2 separate regions of the Zea mays genome follow, and region 2 is linked to region 1. The links are chromatin contacts, called in public Hi-C maps. All regions are on one chromosome and are shown on one strand. Each heading gives the region's core, a stretch centred on a gene start, on an enhancer-like site or on the middle of the called end of the contact. The rest is flanking DNA. Distances are from core to core; before and after follow the strand shown. Region 1 holds the start of LOC100501808 (Aspartyl protease family protein 2). Region 2 holds the start of LOC542743 (etched 1).

Region 1 (4,870 bases), core at 818-3,317:
GGACCCGCGATGAATTGTTAGTAGATGAAAATTGATAGTAGATAAAAAGTAGGTATAGAAAATAATATTTTATATTTGTACTCCTAAAAATCAAGGAGGCTTAAGGGTTTTGAATTTGGAATATATGAATGATGCCTTGTTGTCAAAGTGGCTTTGGAATTTGGAAAATTCAAATGGTTTATAGCAAAAGATCATTGCAAAAAAATATATTAACGGAAAACCTCTTATCTGAGTTAAGCAAAGACAGAATGACTCTCAGTTTTGGAAAAAACTTTTAAGTCTCAGAGATGTTTTCTTTAAATACTGTAAAGTTATTGTTGGTAATGGTTGTAAAACTAGTTTCTGGAAAAATTCTTGGATTGGTGATTGTCCTTTGGCAGTTAAATTTCCTGTTCTGTTTGACTTGGCTCTTGATAAGGATATTTCGGTTAATAAGGTCTTATCCTCAAATTTTGATGCTCTTTCCTTGAGAAGAAGAATGATGGGTAATCTTCAAGTACTTTATGGTGAATTAGTTTATTTATATGCTCAATATAATTTGTCAGTTCAAGAGGACAGAGTGAGATGGTGTATGGGTAACAAAGGTTTTACTGTTAATTCTTTATATAAGAAAAATTCGATTGATCAGGCGGCTGTTCCTTACAGGTTCTTGTGGAAATCTAAGTTACCACAAAAAAAATCAAAGTCTTCATCTGGCTGTTGGTAAGAAATAAAATTCTTACAAAAGACAATCTGAAAAAAAGAAATTGACATGGCTCTAGTGAATGCTGTTTTTGTGGAGGTCTAGAATCGATTGAACATTTGTTCTTTAAATGTTTCATTGCTAGATTTGTATGGAGAGTGATTCAAATTGCCTTAAATCTTGATTTCATTCCAAAAAGCATTGGGGATCTTTGTGACAGATGGCTGAACAAATCTAAAGACAGAATCTCCAATTTAATGATATTTGGGGGTGGAGCTATTTTTTGGGCTATTTGGAGAACCAGAAATGATTGGTTTTTTTGATAAAATTCTCCTTGATCCTGCTAACATAATATTTCTCTGTTGCTTTTGGCTAGATTCTTGGGCTATTCGTCAGAGAGAGAAGGAAAAATAGATGGTGGTCCAAGGAAGCCGGCTAATCGGAAAGATAGCAAGTGAAGTGATGTGTTGGTCGTTTGGGTGGTGCCCGATAGATCGCCGCATTTCTAGATGAAGGGTGATTTTGGCGCATTTTATGTGGTTGGCTGTCGCTCAATCTCTAGGTTATCCTTTTGGTGAACTAGTTAACTCTGGCTTGTTAGCTTCGTAGCTGCACTTTTATTTTCATCCGTTGTAATAAGCTTTGCTTAAAAACTATGGTTTCGTCTGGATAGATGATTAGTGGAGACTGATCCTTGCTTGTTTAATGCGATAGTGTGAAGGGTTTAGCATCACTAGGTGCTCTTTTGTCGATGGGTTGTAGCTCATCGTTTTGGTTTGTAATGACTCATCCTATTTTTTAATGAAATATGGGGCTCTGCCCCTTCGTCAAAAAAGTGGGGTATAGGAGAAGTGTTTAGGGTGAACCGCTGCGGGAGATAAAAAAGTAGTGATGGACTGTTGATGATGTGACATAAAAAAGTGATACATGGGAGAAAAATTTAGGAGAAATCGCTGCGAATAGTCTTAGCAGGCGGACCGGCAAACGATCTGCAGAAGAAGATTTGTTCGAGAATTTTATTTTAGGAAAAAAGATGACCGAACTGAATCACACGTTGATGGTGCTGAGTTTGAAGCACAGCCAATACGAGTCACACGGCACCGTCGGCACGGCAACGCGTCTGCAGCAGGAGCGGGTCATATCGTATCCAGACCAGAGCCAGTTTCCACCCGCCCGCAGCCAACATTTATTCCGCGTCGCCCCGATGCAAGCGGCACGGCACCGAAACATCCTCCGCAGATGCACCTCAATTAACTGCTAGGGCTAGCCGAGTATAATCACCACTGGTAGTCCTAGCACCAGCCCACCGCAGCGCCGCTCACCGTCTCCATTTAATTAATCCCCCTCCTCCCTTCATATATGCCTTGCCACCAACTCCCTCTGCCAGTACACTCCACTTGCTAGCCATGACGACCCTCGCCGCGCTGCTCCTTCTGGTTGCCGCTTCCAATGTCGTCAAGGCCGTGGAGTACCACAGCTTTGTAGCCACCCCGCTGTCTCCCCACTTGTACACCGCTCCGTCCTTGGACGCGGACGAGGATGTCTTCGGCGGCAGCCTTGCCGTCGCGGAGGAGGCGGCCGCGGCGTCAGACTCGGCCGTGCACTTCCGCGTGGTCCACCGGGACACCTTCGCGGTGAACGCCACCGCGGGCGAGCTGCTGAAGCACCGTCTGCAGCGGGACAAGCGTAGGGCGGCGCGGATCTCGGAGGCGGCCGGCGCCGGCGGTGGCAACGGGAGAAAGGGCGTCGCGGCGCCGGTGGTCTCGGGGCTGGCGCAGGGGAGCGGGGAGTACTTCACCAAGATCGGGGTGGGCACGCCGGCCACGCAGGCGCTGATGGTGCTGGACACCGGCAGCGACGTGGTGTGGGTGCAGTGCGCGCCGTGCCGGCGGTGCTACGAGCAGTCGGGCCCGGTGTTCGACCCGCGGCGCTCGAGCTCGTACGGCGCCGTGGGCTGCGGCGCGGCGCTGTGCCGCAGGCTGGACTCGGGGGGCTGCGACCTGCGGCGCGGGGCGTGCATGTACCAGGTGGCCTACGGCGACGGCTCGGTGACCGCGGGCGACTTCGTGACCGAGACGCTCACCTTCGCGGGAGGCGCCCGCGTGGCGCGCGTGGCGCTCGGGTGCGGCCACGACAACGAGGGCCTGTTCGTGGCCGCGGCGGGGCTGCTGGGGCTCGGGCGCGGCGGGCTGTCGTTCCCGACCCAGATCTCCCGCCGCTACGGCCGGAGCTTCTCCTACTGCCTCGTCGACCGCACCTCCTCCGGCGCGGGCGCCGCGCCGGGCTCCCACCGGTCCTCCACCGTCAGCTTCGGGGCGGGCTCCGTCGGCGCGTCGTCGGCGTCCTTCACCCCGATGGTCCGCAACCCGCGCATGGAGACGTTCTACTACGTGCAGCTGGTGGGCATCAGCGTGGGCGGCGCGCGCGTCCCGGGCGTGGCCGAGTCGGACCTCCGGCTGGACCCGTCCACGGGCCGCGGCGGCGTGATCGTGGACTCGGGCACCTCCGTGACCCGCCTCGCCCGCGCGTCCTACTCCGCGCTCCGCGACGCGTTCCGCGCCGCCGCGGCGGGGGGGCTCCGGCTCTCCCCCGGCGGGTTCTCGCTGTTCGACACGTGCTACGACCTGGGCGGGCGCAGGGTGGTGAAGGTGCCGACCGTGTCGATGCACTTCGCGGGCGGCGCCGAGGCCGCACTGCCCCCCGAGAACTACCTCATCCCCGTGGACTCCAGGGGCACCTTCTGCTTCGCGTTCGCGGGCACCGACGGCGGCGTGTCCATCATCGGCAACATCCAGCAGCAGGGGTTCCGCGTGGTGTTCGACGGCGACGGCCAGCGCGTGGGGTTCGCGCCCAAAGGCTGCTGAGAGCCCCCAGGCCGGAGTGGTGAACCCGTCCTCTCTCGAGCGAGGAGAGAGAGAATTAATTAGCGAGTGATTAGCTGGTAATCAAGTGAGCCGCCTTGTTAGTCATAATTAATGGATGCGGTGGCTTGTGGGTTTGCTTTGCTTGGCCTTGGATGCTGTGCTGTTAAAAAAAACGCGGGCACTGGGCACTTGTCAGAGTTGTCTTGTGTCTCTCTGACAGTGCTGTGTAGTAGTTTGGTTGGATGCGCGAGAGGAGGGAAGATATCAGCAGCAGCAGGCGGTTGGTCGATGAATGGCTGTAAAAGGCACTGTCAAAAGTGTTGGGGTTATAAAAAAAGCGGCGCTTTTAACTTTAAAAAATGTTGGCTTTGTGCTGCTGGACATGCTGCGTGGTTAAAACCCCAGCCAAAGTACCCACGCGCAGGGGGTTTTGAGTTGGGGGGCTATGCGTCGGGTGCGGGCTGCGCTGCGAGAGCGAGAGAGCAGCAGGTAGATTAGATAGATGCACAGCGAGTGCACACCGCGTCACTTGGAAGTTTTCTAACGGTCCAGTGAGGTGAAGATATTTGCCTTTGCCAGTGCGGGGCGCAACTGCACGGCACGCCTGGATGTGGCCCCCGCCGCCTGCTTGCTTCCCGTGCTCTCCTGTGGACCCTCGTGGCTTGCGTGACTGAGAGGTGGGGGTCTTTTATTTTATTTGCTCGAAACCCGGATGGGCACGGGCCGCCGCTCCACCACCCGTCCCGTGCCGGGGTGGAGACTGGAGAGACTGCCAAGCGCCGAACTGTGTTGGGTGGAGCCGTGGAGGAACGTTGGTGCGCGACTTTGCTTTGCCGTACCGTCCGGCAGCCTCGGAGACCGCGCCGCAGAGGCTGCGCGTGTCGCTGTCCGGCGAGGCCCCTGCCCGCCTGCCACCTACCCCGATACTAATCTTTAGGAGTACTGTAGTAAAGTATGGTACGCTCCTGAGTCCTGCCGTTGCACTGCTGCCACACTCCCGTGTCTAGAACAGGAAGCCTACCGTCCGGTGCTCCGGCAGACTTTCTTTGTCCTGCTGGAGTAATTTGTGGCTGCCATATCTAGGCCCAGCATGCCTATACACACGTCCCGGATACGAAGGCTTTATTTAGGGGGTGTTTGAATGCACTAAAACTAATAGTTAGTTGGCTAAAAATTATTAGTGAAATTAGCTAGCTAACAGATAAATACATAACTATTAACTAATTTACTAAAAATAGCTAATAGTTGAACTATTAGATAGGGTGTTTGGATGTCTCAACTAATTGTAGTGGCTAACCATTAGTTTTAGAGCATTCAAACACCC
Region 2 (4,870 bases), core at 987-3,486, 660 kb before region 1:
AACTTATCTGGAGATTAGTTCATAAAGTTATGTTTGTTTGCGATGTAGAAGAGTTCTCTACGCTTATTAAAAGGTAATGAAACTTCAACATGATTTAAGGTTCTGCTATTTTTGCTTTCCTTGTAATGTTTCTGTGCCACTGAACATATGGTGCTGATGTTTTTCTTGTTGGTTTCTTTAGAAAAAGAGAGTATAATATAACGGATAATAACTTGGAAGGGAAGTACAAGGACTGGCAGAAGAAGTTACATCCTGACCTAGTTCACTCGAAATCTGAGGTCTCTGTCCACCTAACGTTCATAGAATTATCCATATTTAATGTTAGCATCTCTAAATCACTTCTGAATGGATTATATTTATTATTTAGAAAGAGAGGGGCTATGCTGCGGAGCAGTCAGCACTTGTGATCGATGCATACCGCACACTCAGCAAACCTTTATCAAGGGCATTGTACTTGGTGAGTTTGTCCAGCAATGCTTAAAGTTTCAGCGATGTGTAATAATGAAACATGTATGCCTAGATTCATCTTGTTTTAATGTATTTCAAAGTTGTCTGGTTGACTCTTCAGTCTTCACCTATGTGTACATGAAAAGAAATACGGAGTAACAAGTAATCACAACTTTGTGCTGGGTGTATTGATTGTAGTGATGTGGTACTTACATCCTTTAATTTTCTCTGTTGGAAGTTTCTCCACTATGAATAATCACAATCATTTTACTCATCTTTGGAAGCATCTCATCTGTACTAACTTTTTTTTGGCAGTTGAAACTCGAGGGTATACATGTGGATGAAGAAAAGACTATCAATGATCCAGAACTTCTTATGGAGGTAATTTCATTCATCTTGGAAATTGGAATACACGTGCTGGCATGCAGTAAATATAACCATCCTTCTCATTTCATGTATCTTTTGATAACTGTGAATAACATTGCAACAATTGGAAGTTTGGAACACACATTCAATGTGTTAAACATCCTATGTAAAGTACATTAAAATGAATGAACTCTGAATTGAGATGAATACAACAACACAAACGGTTTATTTATGTACATCTTATTCCATTAACTTACACGAAATGAAGATGACAATGTTCTCCATAAATCAATAACAAATCGCTTGCAGATGATGGAGATACGGGAAGCTGTCAGTGATGCCAGTGATTCTCAAACCCTGGAGAAGATCCAATCTCAGGTTCTGATCTCTGAATAAAGCTACACGTGCCATAACATAACCAGGGAGCATGATTGCGTCGCAATGGTTTCTGGTCTCATAGCCTTGTGTTCCCTTTTCCAGATTAAGGCAAAGCTCGAAACCTGGTCCGATTCCTTCCAGGAGGCATTTGACAGGAAGGATTTTGACCGTGCGGTGGAAGCCACACAGAGAATGAGGTACTATGAACGTGCAGTGGAAGAAACAGTGAAGAAGCTCTGAGCCTCTGATCTTCTGTTACAGCTGCCAAAGGTGGTGAGGCTTGTGTCTTTTCGTACGGTTCCTTGCAGATCCCCCTGTGCTCACGCAGCTACATTGCAACAGTAACATAGTACAGAGTAGGTCATTTTTTTTACTTATACGTTGCAATGTATTATATGACTACATTGGAATATGTTACTGTAGCTACATTGCAACAGTAATATATATGACTACACAAGACCATACGTTGTAATGCTAAATTCCAAATGTATCCATGGCTGGTGCACCGCAGGTAATTTTTTTTTACTTATACTTCCCACAATTCCAAATGCATCCTTGGCTTTCCAATAAAACAAAACTAAAAGAGTAGATAGGGATTCAGATTAAGGCTTTGATGCCATATATTTATAGAGCGCAAACCCTTGTATTCTGCTGTGGCTTGTGGGTTTGTTGGAATGTACCATTGCTGGTTACGTGGATGTGATGCATGTTATGTGAGGATGTTCTACCCGGATCAAAAGGCCGTTGATGACAATAATGTACGATGAGAGGGACAGACTCAGATACCGTCGGGTTCGAGGATGTGTTTGTTTGCGAGATAGCTAAGAACAGGCCTGGGGACAATATTGAGATAAATCTTATCTTAACATCTGACTCTGAAACAAACAACCTTATTTAAGGAACTATCTCGTTATATTCATTACCACCATAGCAGAAGCAGCGAGAGCACAAGAACCATCGCCGCCGGGACCGTGACGCTGGACGGCCTGAAGCGGCTGCGGGGAGGGGTGTTAAACGGGCCTTTCCTGGGCTACGGTGGACAGCCCAGTTACTAAGTTAACCCTCGCTCTTCCTTTCCCCTCGGTTCTCGTTGTCTGACAGGCAAAGCGGCTATGACGACAACGGCCGCCGGGTACGGCTGCTGCTGGGCGGGGATTCCGCCCTTCGCGTTGTTGCCGCGGATTCTCTCGACCCGCCGGGAGACTCCTCCTCCTCCTCCTCCTCGCGCTTCCCTTGTCGCCTCCTCCTCGAAGCTCAGGGCGCTGGCACCACGGTGCGCTCCGTTCTAGCTCGTTCGTACCGGCTCGTCTCGGTTCGCGGGTGTCTAAGCTCGTCTCTCTTCGTGCAGGCTGAGAGTTTCGAACCGTCCAAGGAGGCTCATTGTCTCCGCTTCCTCCTCCGGCGAGGCCAATTCGGACGCGGCGCCGTCGCCAACGGTCAGCGCTCTCTATCTTTCTTCTCTATGATGTTTCCAGATTGTCAGGGTGAATTGATTTGGGTTATGGATGTGCTCCGTGTTGCCTGGAATCATTCAGTGAATGCGATTATATAGGGAATGATTTGGATTGGGTAGCCACCAGCAACGGGGAAACAGTAATTGCTTGGGCTTTTGGACCACTGTTTATTATTAACCCTGAAATTGGATAACTGACGAGATTCAACTTTAATGATTCATATAGTCAGAATATTTGTGGTTTTCTAGCACCACACATCTGCTTTGTCCATTGTATGACTGGCGTACGTTGTTCATTTGAAATTGCTAGTTCTTTCCTGAGATTGTACTTTGTGTGCATTTCTTGTAGGTCTTTCGTTGCTTGTGTGTCTTGCAGATTATGGCATTCAGAGAACATCACTTTTTGTAAATTTGGCAGGTTGATCGCATACATATGTGAGCATATGAAAAAGAAATGATATTATATAATTCAGCGGTTTATTGCATGAAAGACAACATAACAGATTGCTTGCTGATTGAGGAACAAACTAGGTTCAGAAATGAATAACAAGTGCTCAACTTTGCTGGTAGATTGATTACTGAAGCGGCAAACTGCACACTAGTTTATAGGCCGGAATCTCCTTAATGTACATGTTATTCGTGTGATGTTTCAGGAAGCCGCTATTGATATAAAGCTTCCTAGAAGAAGCTTGCTTGTTCAATTTACATGCAACGCATGTGGCGAAAGGACCAAGCGCTTGATAAACAGAGTAGCCTATGAAAGAGGCACAGTTTTTCTTCAGGTAAACACTTCTTTCCATGTAAATGCAAAATCCAGACCTACTGCAGCTTTGTTTATTTTGGTCCGCTGTATGAGAAAAGCCCACATTCATATGTTTGACGACACATGCCGTAAATTTATGTTCTAACATACACTGCACAAAACAGTGTGCAGGGTGCCAGGTGTACCATAAGTTTGTTGATAATCTTGGGCTAGTTGTTGAGTATGATCTACGAGAAGAAAACGAGCTACAAGGAGAAAATGCGGTGGACACCAGTTCTGAAGATTGATCTGCTGTGAGAAGCGGTGTTGGTATGCAAAACGCCCTGTACTCTGTAGGTTTTTGACAACATTGGTTATTTGTATAGCATAAAAATGGCACTTTTTAAAGTTGTTGCACATACTCATCTGAAATTCTGAATACAGCAGGGCCTACATTGTACTTCTTACAACGTGATATTTATATACTACTCTATTAAGAACCTAATATAAGCACCTAGTGCTACCACGACTTCACCCTCTACGTTGATACTCTGGACCTGCCTCAGGCATCCCGCCCTAGGCACCGTTCCCTGTGGGCCCAGCGCCCACACAGCGTTCTCTCAGCTACTTAATTGTGGACCCCCAGCATCCGCGCGCAGCCACCACACCACGCAAAAATAGTGCAGAACAAACACTTGAACTCACGCTTCGTTGCTCTAGAAATTTAGGACTAACCACCAAACCACACATAATTTGGTGTTTAGAAATAAACAATAATTATATTTGAATAAATATCTTAATACCTATTTATATGATACAATTGGTTAGTTTGGTTTTAAGAAGACATCGAATGATCATAGCACCAGATTACACTGCTGTTCCAAAAAAAAATGATATCTTATTAAAATATGAAAACCATACATTGTCGGCAGGTTATACTGGCGCTACTGATATGGTGCTGATATTTGATATCCACGCTACTCTGGCATCATTGAGATTTTGATCGACGACCGGGACATGTTTTTTTTTTCTTTTTTCGTCGTCATCTCTTTCTCGTCCCCTTTGGTCTCACATGGTCCACATTTTAACCTTGACGACTATCATCCTTGGCGTGGTCTTTCTTCCCATTGAGGAACTGGATGAGGCCCTCAAGCGCGACGTCGGTGTCTTCATTCCTCATGAGCACTTCAGCGACCTCTGCTGGGGTCACCATCACCTCCGTGATCAGGGCTTCTATCTCAGGGTACGTGTCGTGGTCGGTGATGGAGTGGTAGTTGGAGGCCAGGATCCTGAACGACTCTGGGCAGCAGTACCCCATGTGGATGTGCATGTCCATCCTGCCGGGCCGAAGCAGCGCCGGGTCGAGCCGCTCCTTGTAGTTGGTCGTGAAGATGATGATCCTCTCCTCTCCGCTTGTTGACCAGAGGCCGTCCACGAAGTTGAGCAGCCCAGAGAGTGTCACCTGCAGGTGAGCACCGCGAGAG

What was found. Hi-C and Micro-C count contacts between places; a contact is called where the count stands out from the background.
Region 2: a Hi-C map of ear shows a contact between it and region 1, with 2.5 times the contacts expected there. The contact joins the promoter of LOC542743 here to the promoter of LOC100501808 in region 1. A contact is called at or near these places in 2 of 25 Hi-C or Micro-C datasets (ear and tassel).

What each region holds. Positions count from the first base shown.
Region 1 is chr3:228,704,785-228,709,654 of Zm-B73-REFERENCE-NAM-5.0, reverse strand. LOC100501808 (Aspartyl protease family protein 2) reads left to right here and starts at 2,067. Exons shown (of 1, transcript NM_001196463.2): 1 at 2,067-3,900. The coding sequence starts at 2,089. The coding sequence ends at 3,546.
Region 2 is chr3:229,360,873-229,365,742 of Zm-B73-REFERENCE-NAM-5.0, reverse strand. LOC542743 (etched 1) reads left to right here and starts at 2,236. Exons shown (of 4, transcript NM_001322848.1): 1 at 2,236-2,464; 2 at 2,540-2,627; 3 at 3,298-3,426; 4 at 3,572-3,848. The coding sequence starts at 2,304. The coding sequence ends at 3,694. LOC103651583 (iron-sulfur cluster co-chaperone protein HscB homolog) reads left to right here. Exons shown (of 6, transcript XM_008677242.3): 2 at 182-278; 3 at 368-457; 4 at 763-828; 5 at 1,123-1,191; 6 at 1,294-1,716. The coding sequence ends at 1,431. LOC100273892 reads right to left here. Exons shown (of 2, transcript NM_001353584.1): 2 at 4,149-4,848. The coding sequence ends at 4,471.